2 separate regions of the Mus musculus genome follow, and region 2 is linked to region 1. Evidence: chromatin contacts called from public Hi-C data. All regions are on one chromosome and are shown on one strand. Each heading gives the region's core, a stretch centred on a gene start, on an enhancer-like site or on the middle of the called end of the contact. The rest is flanking DNA. Distances are from core to core; before and after follow the strand shown. Region 1 has its middle 19 kb from the start of Cyp2r1. Region 2 has its middle 34 kb from the start of Calca.

Region 1 (5,277 bases), core at 718-3,217:
CCAGTTTTCATTTTTATGTCCCAAGATCTAATCCAGCATGCTGCTTCACTGCAGTTTGCCATCCTGTTTCCATTGTTCTATAGCAGTTTTTCATATTTTTTAATGCTCCCTGTCCTCTTTTTAGTGAAATTAAGGATTTAGAGGAGTTCTGGCACGGCATTTTGTAGAATTTCCCCAATTTGGATTAGCTTAATGTTCCCCTCACATTTAGATTAGCATGGGGGTTTGGGAAGGAGCACCAGAGAAGTGAAGAACCCTTCTCATAACATCAACAGGGCTCGTCACATGTGGTCTCAGCTTCGTTCCTGAAAGCTCTCTGCACTGTCACATTGGTTTTCTCCATATTTTATCCTTTGGAAGCAAGTCATAAGTCAGGCCCACATAAGAGGAGGGCTTTAAACACCATCTACTGAAAGGGATAGTGCTAAAGGAACTATGCAGTGGCAGCCAGTTATGTTTGGTTTCTTTCATATAGCATTATGTTTTAATGTTTCATCCTAATTATAACATATGTCTTAGTATCTTATTATTTTTAATGGATGAGTACTATTCAGTTGTATAGACAAATTACATTCTGTGTAGCCTTAGTTCAGGGTATACATTCATTCACAAGGACTGGAATTAGTGTTGTCATGATCAGGCTAACATACCTAATTTTATAGTAATTGCTAATATGACTTTCAAAGTACTGTGTTCTGCAACCCTCTCTCATAAAGACAAAAAAAAAAATCCAACAGCACTTGACTGGTTTTTCAGTATGTTTAGTGCTGCATACTGGCAGTTTGGACCCTCACATTCTAGCAAGGTAGACGATAGTATTATTCCATTTTATGGACAATGAAGCTGAGGCAAGCAAGTTTAGATCACTTTAAAAGCCCAAACCTAGTAAACAGTAGAGCTGGGCATTGGGGCCTGGGTCATCTGGGTCCAGAGTTTCCTAACATACTCCTGTTGCTCATGGTGATCTGCAGAGATGGAGCAAGGGCTGAGGGAAGTGCATGGCCTGACTTGACGGAGGGTCCTGGACTTGCTCTGCGTTCTCTCTTTCTTTACCTTTCAATCAATTTGATTGCTTTTCTCTTCAATCTCTGAGTTAAAGGATTAAACCTTAGGCTGGTTGTTTTTTGCCACCAGATGGCGACAGAAAGCTATCTAGATAACAAGTGCTTGCTAGTGTGATTAATCCCTGAGGAGGAAACTGATGTGAACTCATGGAAATATTTCTCATTCCTGAATAATTAAGTTCAAGGGAAAGAAGTGAAGTCGCTAAGGCTTAATTGATGCAGAAATGCCTTAGGGATATTTGCTGGTATTCAGCACAATGTTGAAAAAGAGCTGGTGATGGTATATGCATTTGCTGTCTGAGAACCCAGAGGCAAAGAATTCACTGTTATTACATTAAATGGTGATAGCAATGACATTTTTAAATATTCTTTTTCAAAATAATAATGTTTTAAATGTTATCCAGAAGAGTCTTGGGTTTTGTCAAACCCCTTTCTACATATACAGAGACAACTGCATGGGGCATCTCTTTTATTCTGTTTAAGTGGTAAATTAAATTGACTTTTGGATGGAAAGACCAATCTGTATTTCAAGCACAAACACCATGTACAGGTGAGAAAGCACAGGCCGAGCAGTCCCCTCCCCCACGCTGTGGGAGCAGGAGTGGCCGAGGTGGGCTTCAGGGCCAGGCTGTCTAGTTCTGTGATTGGCTTCCTATTGCTCTTGCTGTTTGTCTAGGATTACATTTCTATTTGTGGGAGAATTTTGCTTCTAGTTTTCTTGTCCTGGTAATGTCTTCACAAGTTTTGGTGGGATTAGCTGGGAGGTTCATCGATGCTTCTCTAGGTTTTTGGTAGAGTATATTCCTTTCTTGAAGTTTGCTTTGTAGCCGGAGCCAAGCTACACATACACATCTTTGTCAGACAAGCGATTACTCATAGTTTCCATTTCCTGAGGTGTAAATTTTAGCAACTTGTCTGTTTTTCAGTAAATGTCTGTTTTGTCAAGGTTGGCCAAGTTATTGATACTGTGCTCTTCGTACCATTTCACATCTGTGTGGTCTCTGGTAGTGTGCCCTATTTTATGTTGATTAATCTAAGAAGCCACTTTGGGCTTCGCTGATTTTTTTTTCTGCTACTTCATTATTTTCTATTTTTATCTTTATTGTTTCTTTCCTTTGTGTTTGGTTTAATTTATGATCTATTTTTTCTAGTTTTTTTTTTTTTAAGATGGAAGTTGAAGTAACTCTTGAGCCTTCATTTGAAATATGCAGTGATTTTTTTTCCCCCATTGTTATCTTTAGTTGTTCCACAGAGCCCAACAGGTCATGTTTCCATTCTTCTTTCAGAACATTCTCTATTCTCATGGTGGTTGTCTCCTAGACACATGAGTTACTTAGAACTGCACTATTAAGTTTGTAGTTTATTTGTGTATTTTCTACTTTTGTTGATTTCTAAATTATCTTTTGTAATGATGAAAGAAATACTCTCACTTCTAATTCTTTGAAATTGAGAGTCGCTTTATGGTATGTGCCTCTTTTGGTAAATGTGTTAGGTCTACTTGAATAGGTACATATTCTGTAACCTCTCAGTAAGGCACATTGCCTAATGGTGTGGTCCAAGGCTCTTGTTGTTTTTGTTTTTTCTTGGTTGGCTACTGAGAAGGATGTGCTAACTTCCTCGACAATGTGCATTATCTTTTCTATTTCTGTTGTCTGTATCATGAAGCCACAGTCTACCCTATGACAGGCACAGAAAGTGTGAGGATTTTCCTGTTCCATGTGTTGTAGGATTTTGAGCTCTCCTGTATCACCTGTAATACTTCTTGTGTCAGGTTAGTTTATCTGATGCTGTGTAGCCATGCTCTGTGCATTGAGCTACTGTTTTCCTGGCAGATCCTTTCTCATTGGTTTGCTCTCGTATTTGTGAACAGGATATAATAGTGATTTTTATATAGTCATCTCTTTTGTTTGTTTGTTTGATAGAAAGTATCATGTAAGCAAACTAGTCTCAGACCTTATATAGCTGCAAATGGCATTGGATTCATCTTCTGCCTGTCACTCCAAAGCACAGGGCTCTAACCCTGAGCACCATGCTCGTGCTGGCCATTGTTTTAATTGGAATGTTAACTCCACTTAGCTTAAAAACAGTTCCTGATGTAATTGAGATAGTTTTCTGTTTTTGTTGGCTTTGTCCCATATGCCCTTTGTCCTGCGTGTTCTTCTCTCCTTTTCTCTTTGCTTTTGTGTGAAACAAGTTGTTAAACTTTATTCTTTCTTTTCTTTGCTTTTATTTGATTTTGATAATGATTCTGTTTGTCAAAACTTACCAAACTATTAATTTAAAATGAATACATTTAATCTTATGTGAATTGTATAGCCATCAAGTTGGCCAGAAGAAACAAATAGATGAGTTAAATTGTCAAAATAAAAAAGATCAAATTTAAATTTGTTTTTTAAAATGTTTTTAAAAGCTTAATTGATACATAATTTTGCATACTTATGGGTGATGGCATAATATTTTGAAACATGTGTATAATGTGTGATAATCAACTCAGAGTAATTAGCATATCCATCATTTCAAATAGTTATCATTTTCTGTGTTGGAAACTTCAAAATCCCCTCTCTTAGCTATTTTGCAGTATACAATTATTTCTTATCAACCATGGTCACCCTCTGGGCTAAATATTAGGATATACTACTCCTGTCTGACTGTGTTTTTACAGCTGACAGTCAATCTCTTTTTCCCTTTCCTTCAGAGGTTTCAGCGTCTGGGGTCTGTTTTTGTGGTCTCAGCATTTATGAGATTATTTGCCTTCTACGTATGAGAATGTACAGTGCCTTTCTGTGCTTGGTTAAGTTCAGTTAATATCTTCTAGAATTACCTCGGAGACATTTTTGAGATGCTGACTCAAGTGTTTTCCACACAAGTGTGAACTCTTGAGTTCAGTCCCCAGAGTCCATATAAAAAGGCCAGGCTCAGAGGTTTAATGGACATCCAATTTAGATAGATAAATGTGCTCCAAGTTCAATGAAATACTAGTCCCCCAAAAATCTGATGAGGGCAATTAAGGAAGATAGTCAGTGTTGACCTCCAGCCTCCATACACATGCATACCTGTACATACATTTGCATGCATATCTACATGCAAATGTGCACACATATATACACACACATAACATCAGATGACTACTTTCGATGTTTGGTTTTTATATATTTTATATTTATAATTTTAAAGATCTTGTCTACTTTTGTCTTTATAATACATGATATTTATTTACTAGTATATTATTTTTAGTTCTTTACTTCTACATTTCTAGCTTCTAAATTATAGCTTCCATTTCTTTGCTTCTAAAATCATTTTCTTATGTATAATACTTTCTTTGGTTTGGTTAACTCTATTTTTATATCCTCATATTCTTTTTTCCAGTATTATTTTTTGAGTTATTTTGATCCAAGTTTAAATTGTTTGTAAATTTTGCTATTAGTATTTCTTTTAGTATTGATATTTTGTATTATTTACTTATATTCTTAACTGAACACTTTTATATTTTTGAGACATGAGTACTGTATTATATCATTTCCATCTCTCCCTGCTGACTCCTCTCATTTTCTCCCACTCACTTTTAAATCCATGATTGCTTAAAATTTCTACCCTATTCTTTGATAATCTTATATGATGTGTTTTGATCACCCCCCACACACTCCTTCTTCTAACTCCTCCTAGATTTATCTCTGCTTCCCCACCCCCTCTCAACTTTATATCCTCATATTCTATTATTTTTTTAAATAATAAAATATTATTTAAAATTCAGCTTGTTCATTTAAAATACAAGGACACAGGTTCCATTTATTTTGTATGCATGCCTTTCTGGCTTATTTTCATTTTTTGAAAAGATATAATTTTATGATAATTTCTCATGAGTTTGATTTTTTATCATCCCTCTTGTCTATGTTTCAGTAAAATGTATTTGACTGTATTAGAAGGAAAGACAGCCAGTAGCTTCCTAGTTTGGAGTTCTAAAACTCTCTTCCTCATAGAAACACTGTTTTTGTTGTTGTTGTTGTTGTTTTGTTTTTGTTTTTTTAAAGATAATCTGTTTTTTGGTTTTGTTTTGTTTAGTTTTCTCCTTTTTCCCCTTGTTGTTCCTGCTTGCTACAGAGGTCTTGTCTATAAGTAAGGTCTGGTCTAGAATCCAGACTATCTCAACATTCTCTGAGTTAACCGGGTCCCTTTGTTTCCAGTCAATAAAACCCTTCGAGTTTTGACTTTTTAT
Region 2 (5,749 bases), core at 2,468-4,967, 90 kb after region 1:
ACAAGAAATTTAAAAAATGCATTTATTTTTTTTTTTCAGAAGATAGTGAAACAAAATGGATAAAGGCCCTCAGACACAGAATGAAATCCATTACGGTGAATATCAAGGGGGAAAGACGATGTAAACTTTTGGGCAATAACAGAAGAGCCTTCGCTCTTATTTTTAATGGATTATGTCATTACTAAAGTGCTGTGTGATATAGATTACAGAGGCTATATTTGAAAGAGTAATGTAGGAGCTTAGACTGTCCTGTGTGTATAATATTCGGTTAGTTCATATTTTATAACTCTTTAAACCTAGGAGAGATATTTGGCATGCCACCTGAAGGGTGAGCAAGCAGACCTGATCCCTGACTGCTGACACAGAGTAGCCTCACTTAATCTCTAGTATGTAAAGTAGATAACCAAGCTCACAGGGCACTGTGAGAGGTCAGTGAAGTAACAAAGACAAAGAAAGGTTGCAGCATGAATGTTGTTTTGACCATCCTACTGTGTCAAGGTAGGATACTCAGTTGAGTTTCTTGGTTTGAGAAAGGTTGGGGTATGGGAACAGCCTCATCAGCAATGAGGGGTAGGGGTGGAGGCAGTACTGAGCAGTGGAACAGAGGGAACAGGCAAGAATCCCAAGAGATGACAGAATCCTGGGTGCTACTGCCCCTGGGTAAGTCCTGAGCAGGAAGCCAAGCACATCCTCACTCCTCTATGCCTTTGTGCATTGTATCAAATCCATGACAATCATTATGTAACTTAATCCTATGAGCAAATCTATGTGCTTTATTTATTTGTTTGTTTGTTTGTTTGTTTGTTTGATTTTTTGAGGCAGGGTTTCTCTGCATAGCCCTGGCTGTCCTGGAACTCACTTTGTAGACCAGGCTGGCCTTGAACTCAGAAATCTGCCTGCCTCTGCCTCCCAAATTCTGGGATTAAAGGCGTGCGCCACCTCGCCCGGCTCTGCTTTATTTATTTTTAATGCATCTGTTTATTTCAGAAGTAGAGCCTATGAAAAGTTAAATACTTTGTTCCCAGGGAGGCAGGCTAGTAAGTGAGATCAGAATCAAATCTAGGTATGTTTGTCCCTAAACCCAGCCCCATCTGTGTTCAAAACTGTGACCTTAATCTGACTCTACATGCTCCTTTCCAGGAAGGCTGTGGCATTAAAGACTACTCTTGTAACCTAGGTTCTAGGAACGGTCCTTTAGGTAGGGCCAGAGACTTTAAAAGCTCAGGGGCTAGCAGAACTCCTCCAAGACCTATGCCACCCCAAAGTAAGGGTTGGAATCTGGAGTTGGTTCCTGGGGTGATGCCAATGTGCTTGTGCCTCTCCTATCTATTAGTTCTCAGAACTAATGCATCCTCAGGCTTAGATAGGGCTTGGATGGCTAATGTCTTGCTGCCTATACCAAAGTAAATCCAATCTATAGTCTCTATGGGCAGGCTGATAAGAAAAGATAAGACAGTTCTGTTAAGTCAAGATATTTGAACTATGTCGTTCTTGTAGGAAGACTTTGTTGGGAAACCATTACAACACACTGCAGTAGGCCCAGTGCCAAAGGTTAGTATAATAATGGGGAGGTGATAATGGAAGAGGCTTTCAGCTCAGTTCATATGAGGCCTCCTTGGATAGACAAGAAACAAGAAATGCATTACATTATAAAGGAACACAGAAGTGAGATCCCCCCTCCCGCCCCCGTCTCAACATCTCTCAATCTCTGCCTGTTACAGAGTATGGCTGGCATACCCTGTCCTCTACCCTGAGCTCTCCAGCTCAGGGACTGGGCTGCCCTTCCACAGAAGGCTCTTCCCTATATGATACAGACATTGTGGTTACCCACCACCCATCTTTTTGAACCTCCTGGCTCCCCTTTCTTCTCCCTTCCCTTGCCCTCCCTCTCTCCCCATGTGGACCACCTAAGCCTGGTCATGACCACTCTGGACTCTCCCAAATGTGTCTACCTAAGAGCAGCCACCTCTCTCTCTCTCTCTCTCTCTCTCTCTCTCTCTCTCTCTCTCTCTCTCTCTCTCTCTCTCTCCCCTCTCTCTCTCTTTCTTTCTTTTTGTTCAGGCTCAATTTTAAGTAGAGGCAATGGGATTGGAAAGGAGGAATGAGCATTTTTCCGAGCCTGAACTCCTTCAGGATAAGTAGTAGGCACACTCGAAAAGAAGTGCAGCTTCAAAGGGGATTGCAACCCCATAGGAAGAACAACAGTATCAACTAATTGGACCCCCCAGAGATCCCAGGGACTAAGCCACCAAACAAATTGCATACACGAGCTGGCCCATGGTCCCCACTACATATGTAGCAGAGGATGGCTTTGCCTGGCCTCAGGGGGAGGGGATGTGCTTGGACCTGTGGAGGCTTGATGCTCCAGAGAAGGGGGATTCTAGAGGGAGGAAGTGGGAGTGGGTGGGTAGGTGGGGGAGCACCCTCTTAGAGTCAAAGGGGAAGGGAGATGGGGGGCTTGTGGAGGGAGAACCAGGAAGGGAGACAACATTTGAAATGTAAGTAAATAAAATAATTAATTAAAAATAAAAAGTGCAGCTTCCTAGACCAACCAGAGAGGTCAGTATTGGAAAATAAAGCCAGAAAGTGCCTTTTTTGCTGGGAGTCCCAGGTGATTCTTAACAGGAGTATAGCTGGAGGGTGGCAGGACTAGAAAGACAGTAAGAAGTAGCTTGAGCTGTTTTGGGGTTACAAACGTAGAATCACCGTGGGGCAGCAGGAAGTAGGTGTCTGCTGCAGTATCAGGGGGACAATTGTTGCCAGGCAACAATTCCTTAGCAAATGCTACAACTACAGCAGGGAGTTCTTCTGCTTCACTGAGAACTTGCTCTCAAAAGGAGCTTGTTTACAATAATGAGGCATGAAGCTAGGGATGGGAAGAAACCAAAGCAAAAGGCAGATTCAGCTAAAGTGCAGCCTGAGCTGCGCCCCCGCTCAGCAGTGTGAATAGCAGCTACCTTTCTTGGCCTTGAGGCAAGGGTACTAGCCTTTATACCCTATATTGATCAGTCCATAGCTGAGGGTTCCCAGTGAGAAATAGTTCTGTGGAGAAGGGTGTGCCGGTGAGGGAAATGAGACAAGACACGAAAGGTGTGTCCTCCTGAGGATGGGAGAAGAAATGGCTGATGGAGGCCAACCCTCTGCTCTAGGAGAGAACCTCTCCATGGTACATTTCTCTAGGGCACTCTGCAGGACCACACTGAGGCTACTACCTAGCTGAGACATAATTACTTAGCTTTCTGCTTCTTCTTTCTGTTATGACTGTATTCATTGCACAAAACAGTAGGTTTCATATGACAAGTTCATGTGTGTTCATAGTCATTGTTCAAGTTCATTGCTCATAGTTGCCCAGCACTGCAACCTTTTGGATTCCAAGCCCTGCTGGCCTTCTTCTTTTTCCAAATAGTGCCCCATTCTCTTTCATTTCTTCCCTTCCTGTCCATCACTCATGCAGTATTTTGTTAGAGGAGAGACGCTGTTCTTCTAACTTTGCTTTCTTGCCTTGCCCCATGTCCTCACACCCTTTTGCTTAGGGGAGTAACTTCCCCAATGTCATAGTTTAGATCTTAAGTGCGTCCCCTGCTGCCTTACTCGGTGTTAAAACCTGGTCTCCAGCCTGTGTGCTGCTGGGCAGTGGAACCTAGTTAGAGGATCCTTGTAGCACCTCTTGAAAGGGAGAGGTCTGTGGTCCTTCCTGTCGTGCCTATGTTTTGCTTTTGGGCCACCATGAGGTGAATAGTTCTGTCACTGCCTGCTCCCTGCCCAGATGTACTTCCTTACCACAGACTTCAAAACAACCAAACTGACCACAGACTGAAGTTCTGAAACTGGGAGCTGAAGGTAAGTCTTTCTTCATAACTTGGTCAATACTTGGGTATTTTGTGATGCTGATGTAAAGCTAGCACACCTATAACCCCCCTGCCTCAGTTTCTAACTCTAGACATCCTGACTTAAATCAAGGGAAGGGAGGAGACAATACTGAATTCCACCTTTTCTTAATTTGGTTTAGGGGATAAGAAGATGTCAGGTTTGTTTTGTTCTCTTGTCTTGTGAGAGACATACATTTAGTATTTCTAAGACCCATAGGAAACAGAAAGAAAACTGGAGCAATGCAGTTCAAGATACACAGGCAGGGAGGTGAGCAGCCTGCTCAGGCTCACTGCTCTGTAAAATCTCTGGGCTACCCTGTTCTAGCTAGGGAATCTCACAGGTGGGTGAGTCAGCTTCTCCACTGGGTTTCCTGTTCCTCTTCTCGGTGCCAGTCCCCACAGTGTCTGTTCACCATGGTGGAAGTGATGCTGTAAAGATGCAGAGCACATCACACTGCTTTCTATTTTAAAAGTTTGGTTCACTTTCTGTTTGATTTTTCCATAATACTGATCAGCAACTGACAATCTGTGTATCTTTCTTTGCTTTCTCTAGAATTCACAATGATCAAAATCATGTGTGCCTTGTTTGCTGAAATGTATACCCAGCACCTTGGTTCATGTTTGGCCCATGCTAAGTGCTTAGTAAGTGCACTGGTTGCAGCACATTTTAAGTAAATATAAGAAATATATAAGTGGCCGGGCAGTGGTGGCGCATGCCTATAACCTCAGCAATTGGGAGGCAGAGGCTGTTGGATTTCTGAGTTCGAGGACAGCCTGGTCTACAGAGTGAGTTCCAGGACAGCCAGGGCTACACAGAGAAATCCTGTCTCGAAACAAACAAACAAACAAACAAACGAAACAAAACAAACAAACAAACAAACAAACAAAACCAACAAAAAAACCAAAAACCCCAACCCCTGTGTATATATATATATGTATATATACATATATATATATATACACACACACATATATACCTATATATATACACACATATATACATATACATATACATATACATATACATATACATATACATATACATATACATATACATATACATATACATATACATATATACACACACATATATATGAATATGTAAGTAAATATAAGAAGGGAAAAATAGCTTGAAGGCACTATTTTGAACTCTGTAGAAACGTATGGATGGATACCTCAGTAAAAATATGGACAGAGAATGATGCTTACAGAGCATATGCAGAGGTTGTTGACAAACTGATTTCATTTTGGAAAACAGTGCTTTCAGGTGCTGGGTGGAAAATGCTGGACCAGTGGATATTGATTAGTACTGCTTCACACTCAAGTTCCTGTTATTACGTAAGCTTGAGAAACTGTAAATCTAATTCTTCTTGGAAATTCATGATGATGAGGATTTATAAAGATTGATAATTTTAAAGGAGAATTTAATATCAATTTTGCTTGTAGAAAAGTGAACATTTGTGCAGAGTATTTTTTCCTTCACTGTATAAGCATGTTCTGTATAACATTAGTTTATGGATCTCGAGTCTTCTGATGTGGATCAGTTCTTGTCCTTGGTGATAGCATGCTAAATGCATTTGCTCTTAGTTAGTGGCAGCAGTGAAGAGGTAGTGCAGGGAGGTGGCTTCTTGGAGTGCCAAAGCAGGGGATTAAAACAGCTTTAGTTAGTCAGGGTAGACTTGTTGTATTCTTCTGCTGAGTAGATGTGCCCTCTAGTGGAAACGGAGAGAAAAATGCCCTTCTTGCTACTGAGAACCACTTGTGGGCATTTAATTTTCAATTCTTATGTATTAAATAGAATGAAAATTTCTATTTCTCAGTTATCTCAACAACATTTCAGGTGTCTGGTAGCTGCATGTAGCTAGTGCCTAGTGTTCTGG

The links. Hi-C and Micro-C count contacts between places; a contact is called where the count stands out from the background.
Region 2: a Hi-C map of Th1 cells shows a contact between it and region 1, with 5 times the contacts expected there. The contact joins two enhancer-like sites. A contact is called at or near these places in 1 of 39 promoter capture datasets (embryonic stem cells), 4 of 15 datasets of contacts at CTCF or cohesin (CD8 T cells, embryonic stem cells, hippocampal excitatory neurons and 1 more), 85 of 484 Hi-C or Micro-C datasets (the AtT-20 cell line, the BV-2 cell line, the Ba/F3 cell line and 43 more) and 9 of 115 datasets of contacts at active chromatin or transcription factors (CD8 T cells, Th17 cells, astrocytes and 4 more).

The regions. Positions count from the first base shown.
Region 1 is chr7:114,579,459-114,584,735 of GRCm38.p6, forward strand. No RefSeq gene overlaps it. Among named protein-coding and RNA genes, the nearest start is that of Cyp2r1, 19 kb to the left of the region's middle. Within about 2 kb of position 1,968, at least 17 of the 459 cell types and tissues checked have an H3K27ac peak or open chromatin away from gene starts, as enhancers often do. A contact at or near this core is called in CD8 T cells, Th1 cells and Th17 cells, where this site is marked.
Region 2 is chr7:114,667,359-114,673,107 of GRCm38.p6, forward strand. No RefSeq gene overlaps it. Among named protein-coding and RNA genes, the nearest start is that of Calca, 34 kb to the left of the region's middle. Within about 2 kb of position 3,718, at least 17 of the 459 cell types and tissues checked have an H3K27ac peak or open chromatin away from gene starts, as enhancers often do. A contact at or near this core is called in CD8 T cells, Th1 cells and Th17 cells, where this site is marked.